2 separate regions of the Cyprinus carpio genome follow, and region 1 is linked to region 2. Evidence: chromatin contacts called from public Hi-C data. All regions are on one chromosome and are shown on one strand. The core of a region is the stretch at or near the end of the contact, and the rest is flanking DNA. Distances in the headings are between cores, read along the strand shown.

Evidence for each region. A called contact is a pair of places that touch in the nucleus more often than the background predicts.
Region 1: a contact with region 2 is called in a Hi-C map of skeletal muscle, with 2.0 times the contacts expected there. The contact joins the enhancer-like site here to the promoter of LOC109110318 in region 2. A contact is called at or near these places in 7 of 8 Hi-C or Micro-C datasets (liver, red blood cells and skeletal muscle).

What each region holds. Positions count from the first base shown.
Region 1 is chrA16:16,400,810-16,403,841 of ASM1834038v1, reverse strand. No RefSeq gene overlaps it. Among protein-coding and RNA genes, the nearest start is that of LOC109106613, 22 kb to the right of the region's middle. Within about 2 kb of position 1,386, at least 1 of the 8 cell types and tissues checked has an H3K27ac peak or open chromatin away from gene starts, as enhancers often do. A contact at or near this core is called in skeletal muscle, where this site is marked.
Region 2 is chrA16:16,345,081-16,348,138 of ASM1834038v1, reverse strand. LOC109110318 (dolichyl-diphosphooligosaccharide--protein glycosyltransferase subunit STT3B) reads left to right here and starts at 1,528. Exons shown (of 16, transcript XM_042772951.1): 1 at 1,528-2,093. The coding sequence starts at 1,834.

The DNA of each region.
Region 1 (3,032 bases), core at 137-2,636, 56 kb before region 2:
AGCATATGCAGTCTTAAAGGATGAATCGACTGTCTGAGAAAGTTAGTTTGGGACTGTAAGCCTGTATCAACACAACATTTGAATATTCTAAAAACACATGCCTAAAAATTCAATCATGGTCATGGTATAGAGCAACAAATAATATATACTAAATACAACTGGAAAACACAAATTAAGGTAAATGTTTAACCATGGTTTTATGTTACTCTTTATGAAAAAGACATGGGCTGTAAATATACAAATGTACAATGTACAGTTAATTGTGCAGTTGAAAACAGTACAAAGGCCATACAGTGTCTTGACAAAAACTACTGTATATATGCTCTGCAGAACAGAAGAAGCAGACAGATCACAGACACTCCACTGGAAAGAACGAGAGGTCGGTGAACTCTGGCCTTCTCTTTAGGGCCTGTAACTATTTGGGACTGTCCTCTGCCCACTCCTTCAACACTGATCGACAGAGGGATTGTTCAGACACACAAGTTACTGTTTCAGTCTTGTGTTGACCTTTCAACCTGGCCACCCCACACCCCACACCCCTAGCCATCCTCCTCTACTGCATACAATACTCATTTTCATATCTGACGATTAGCTACAGTAGAAGAGGGTAGAGACTCTCATGCATGTACATTTTAGGATTTATTCTTTTTTTTTCTGAGCTGGATCGATTTCCTGCCTCATCTGACACACGCTGTATTTTCTTGTTTAATTTGCTGTAGATACATTAAGCTGTTTAAAACATGATTCTGTTCTTTTGCATGCAGTGTTCACGGCTGCCTCCAGAAAAATTATGTTTTTAATATTTATATTTTATTCTAGATCAAATATATGATAGCATATTTGTCAGATTTTATTAGTGATTTTATATTTAAATGCAAAAGATTAAGATTTAAAATTTATTATTTTGACTGATACACTAAAGATTGTTTTGTTTAAATACTCAGTAGCTGATTATGAATTGTTTTTATAATTTTTTAGACATTAATTTATGAATGTTATTTAATTATTGTTTTGATTAAATGTTTTGTACAATATCCTAATGATCATTAGCTTACAACATTAGTAATAGTAAATAGTAATAAGTTTTATTAATCATAAAAAGTTCATGTTCATTCATATTGCGTATTTTTTTAGTCATAACATTTAAAAAGTAAAATATTACATATACATATCTGTAATCTTGCCAAACAGATTGCAAATTTCTGTCTTGTTCTGTCAGCTCGGGCCTGTACTTGCAAGACTAGAAAACTGCTGCCTGGCTGCATTACCAAGACTGACAGTTTTGCTTAAAAGGCACTTTTAACTCTGTAACCAACCTAGTTTCCCCTTTCCCATGGAAAGACTGCTCATGCTCTTGTGCCATTAACACACTTTCCATTGTCTCGTCTTTCTTTTCATCCCATCCTTCCCTGTTCCACACGCCTCACCCGTTCCTTCCTTACTGCCACTGCATCTTTTTCCCCTCTTTTGTCTTGTTCTCAATGTTAATGTTTCATAAGTTGTCTCATGCTGTGCTAGCACTGCCTCCAAACACTCTGAGCTTGCATAATATGAAGCTGGAACTGCTGCCAAAAGGTGTTCAGTCTGTTTCTTTCTCTTTTTCTCCCCCTCCCCAAGACGTAATGGGGAAAACACTGCAAATAATACCAGTTCCAGGGTCAAAGGACACATTGATTCAACTAGTTTAGGGGGTTTGCTCATACACTTTCAAAAATCAAAAGACTTTCACTGGCTTCTCAGCTGAAATGATCAAGTAAAACAAGTTTTCATAGTCCCGCTGCTTATTTCCAGCCAAAACATGCTTTTCCTTTAAATCAGAACCAGATTTCAAAATCACTGGGATATGAAGCAATCCTGCATTCCTCTGGAGTTGAGTTACTGTGTTTTGTAGCAGCTGGTTATTGACGTATTATTTCTTGTAACAACTTTTGTCTCTAACAGAAGTGAGTTATGCCATGGCAACCGTAGTTGTTTCTGTGGCTGCACAGAATAAAAAGCAACATCTTTCACACATCCTGCTTGCCTTATGTTTGTTTATTAAATATTTTGGTTAATTAAAAGGAAATTTTACTTGCTCCAAACCCATAAGACTTTCGTTCATCTTCAGAACACAACGATATGAGGATGAGTAAATGTTGACAGAATTTTAATTTTTGGGTGAATTATCCCTTTAAGGGTGCTGACTTAGGCTTGCATTACTATTGTGCATATTTGAGTCCATTATATAGATTACCACATAAACAGAGCAGAAAATGTGAAAAGACTCTGCAGACTTAATTTCAGTGAGGGTACACATCATTCTACTTCATATTCATTTGCACTTTGCACCTGTTTAGTTTAGTCTAAAAGCTTTGATTTTCCTTCAAAATAAATGTGTATGGGATGGGAGCCGGCAGCTGAGGCTGTTTAGGTTCTGAGCAAATGCTTCTGGAAGTCACAGATACTTCTGAAGGTCTGTGATGTCCTGGATCGGTCAAGCATCACATCTGGAGAGTTTTAGATGACCTGAGCTCTATCCAGCTGGTTGAGCTGTTAATGCAATTACCTGCAGACCAATAACAATGTCTCTTTATGGCAGATAGGTTACGCAGCGGACATTTGACATTCTAAAATGATATTATATTGTTATATAAATTTTTTTTTTTTTTTTTTTTTTTTTAAATCAATAAATTTTTTTCAATAAATTAATGCCTTTATCTAGCAAGGATGCATTAGATTAGTGTTATAATGTTACCAAAAATAAAAATAAAAATCAATTTCAAATAAATGTTGTTCTTTTAAACCTTCTATTCATTAAAGAATCCTGGGGGAGTAAATGTATTCCCCCAGTTTCCACAAAAAATAATTGAATATTATTTTATTATTCTAAATCTAACAGAAATAATGCAATACATTCTAGAAAAATAATAATCTTATAACAATCTAATAAAATCTAATAATTTATGTCAATTTTAAATATAAATTATTTTATAAATACTAATAATATTTTATATATTTTTTTAAATATATACATATTAAATTGTATTAAATTG
Region 2 (3,058 bases), core at 279-2,778:
GCGCGGTTGCTTGACGTTTTCCAGTACGCCCACAAGCCGTGCGAGTTATTCGTGTATTGCAGGTTGGCTGGTGGTTATGTTGCCCGCATACCGCCCCCCATGGCCGAAACTAGTTTATTACGACACCTGTCGGGCCGTGGCTTGTATGCTAATGCTAATTAAGGTTGATATCTCTGCAGCACTATAACTTGACATTTTTTTAATGACATCATCGCCCTTATTTCTTCTCATTCTTTTGATGCGTGTAGGTCATTTTTTGGATATTTTTACCTCAATTTTTACACATGGCACCTTTATTTTTATTTATGAGTAATATTTTTTTCTTTAAACAATTTGGTTTGATTGGGTATTGACTTGATTGTGTTTGTGAATGTAATTTTTGATTTAAACCATTTTGTTTGAATTTTTTGTGTTTGTTTGTGTTTGTTTAGCCTATATATTTAATTATTTGTTTTCAGTGACTTTTGGAAAGATTGTAGCTGATTTGCCTTTAGCTAATTGTCTTTCAGATTTAATGACAAAATTAAATTTAATTGTTTTCAGTGCAGCTTAAAAGTCTACAGCTTGCTCCTCGTGTACATTTATCTTCGTTTTATGATGATTACACATTCTAAAATATAAATAGTTTAAGAACATTTTTGTGGTGTTCTTGTTTAGCTGGTCTTCTTGGTGCCATATTAAATCTTTCACTGCTGCAGCTTCACAGTTTATTCAAGGATTTGACTATTGTGCAATATTGGTTCATATCGTGTCCAAAAGCAGGCATCAGCACACAAACACCGACATATGCAAAGCATGCAATAATGTAATATACGCTGTTAATGTAGCATGTATGCCAAACATTTTATCTATGTTTCAAACGCGTGTGTGTGTGTGTGTGTGTGTGTACACGGTGTGTGAGTGTGCATTTGGATGGGTTAAATGCAGAGTACAAATTCTGAGTATGGGTCACAATACTTGGCCACACGTCACTTCACATTTCACACACTTAACTTTCTTCCGTGAAACACAAAGAGTGACCAATTATACTCATTGCATATTTATTATAATGGATTTACAGGTGACCAAGGCAGTCATTGTGCCTTAAACCTCCTATGGAACGACAAGAGGCTGAGTTAATGACATTATTGAGTGCGCCTTGTTCGACATCAGACGAAATAAATTTCAGGCACAAACTTTATGTCGTGATGTCAAACCAGTCGCTTGACATCCGCATAAACGTCGTTTGCTTAGTGGCCTGTGTGAAGGCAGGATTTTTTTTTTTTTTTTTTTTTTTTTTTTTGATGCAAAATTCATTTATTTCATTGGTGTATCGCATACAGAGCCGCGACGGTTCTTCATCGTGATTGGCTCAAACGAGTGTCCGTTATTGAAATCCAGAGTCATGATTGGTCAACCAACTGTCAACGGTTATCCGTTTGCGTTTGTCAGCGTTCAAGGCTGTGCGTGATCTCATTGGCTGATCCGCGGCTTCTGTCAGTGGTTTCCTTGCAGCGGATTGGTTAAAAGAGTCGCGCGTGTGACCCGCCTTGTTCTACCTGTCTCGCCATGAGAGGCTGAGAGATTCTTCCTGCTCTGTGGAACAGAACTGCCCTATTCTCCCCCCTCCTACCAATGAATACCGTGTGTCGAGTGGTACAAGCCGGTTAGCATGCCACTTAGACGCGGAATCTACTGCAAATAAATCCAAATTGTTCATACACAACGACAGATACCCGCAGTTGGAGCAAAGGCCTGGTTGCGCAGAAATATTGGCGCCGAGGAGGGAGCGGGTTGGTGGAAAGAGGGGTGCGTGGCGGTGGGAAGTGCTCTTCTAACCAAATCCTCCAGAACATGGCGGAGCACCACACCGCATCCGACTGTAAGCACAAAACGAGCTCCAACGCCGGAGGTTCGGTTTCGGGCAACGGACGGCCCAACTCCCCGGCTGGATGCGGCGGCAGCGGAGGCCTGTCCGGTGGACTGACGCAGCCGGCGGGATGGCAGTCTTTGCTGTCGTTCACCATTCTCTTTCTGGCCTGGTTGGCGGGGTTCAGCTCGCGACTTTTCGCAGTTATTCGCTTCGAGAGCATCATTCACGAGTTTGACCCATGGTGAGTATAAATGCGGGCGGGTTTGTGGCGCATTTTTAATATGACGTTAGGGGATGTAATGCACGATTAATCTCGCTGCGAATGAAAAGTCAGTGCGTGTTGCACAAAGCTGCTGCGATCTTCCATTCATCTCAGTGTAATTGTTTCAGGAAGCGGTTTGCCTCTGTGCGGTACGTCCGTGCTTGGCAATTTTGACACGTAACCGCATGGCAGCTGCCCTCCATCTTTTTATAATTCCAGTAAACTAAATTGATTATGATCGTGATGATGCTTGCGATAGAGATGCTATTTTAATTTAGCACGTCTGTTGATTATAATCGGTTGGGGTAACGTTATAACGTTAATTAATATTACAGCAAGGTATCGTAAAACTCCAAATGAGGAAATTAAGTATTGTATCTATTCATCTGCATTTATGGCAAGTCGTTTAGCGTTTATTACTGCAATGTATTTGTGTTACTGTTGCTCATTGTTAATTACTAGTAAGTACTTCAGTAGTGACTAAAAGCGAACCAACGTCATCAATCCTAGTATATATTCAATTATTCATTCATTCATTACATACTAGTGCCTACTAGTTCCGTTTACAGCCACTGTGATGGTGACAGATTATTAACTATTAATTGTAATACACACAAGTGCTAGTGTCTAGTCAGTTAGTTCTAGGAGAACATGAACTAGCAACTATTTTAGCAGTTACAATTATGCAATGAGTAAGCACTTGTTTATATAATTAGTAAATGGTAAAACTGGAATAGGCACTACTTGGAAGTGAATAGTTTATCTGAACCACACATGACTATATTGTCCAATAGTATCTTTTTTCACTATTGGGATAGTGACTACAAAGGAGTAAGCACTAGTATCCGTAGTATTAACTAGTATATTTAGTTAAATCAAACAGATATTTCACAGGTAACACTTAAAGGGTTACCCCATCCCAAAATGAAAATGTTGTCATTAAT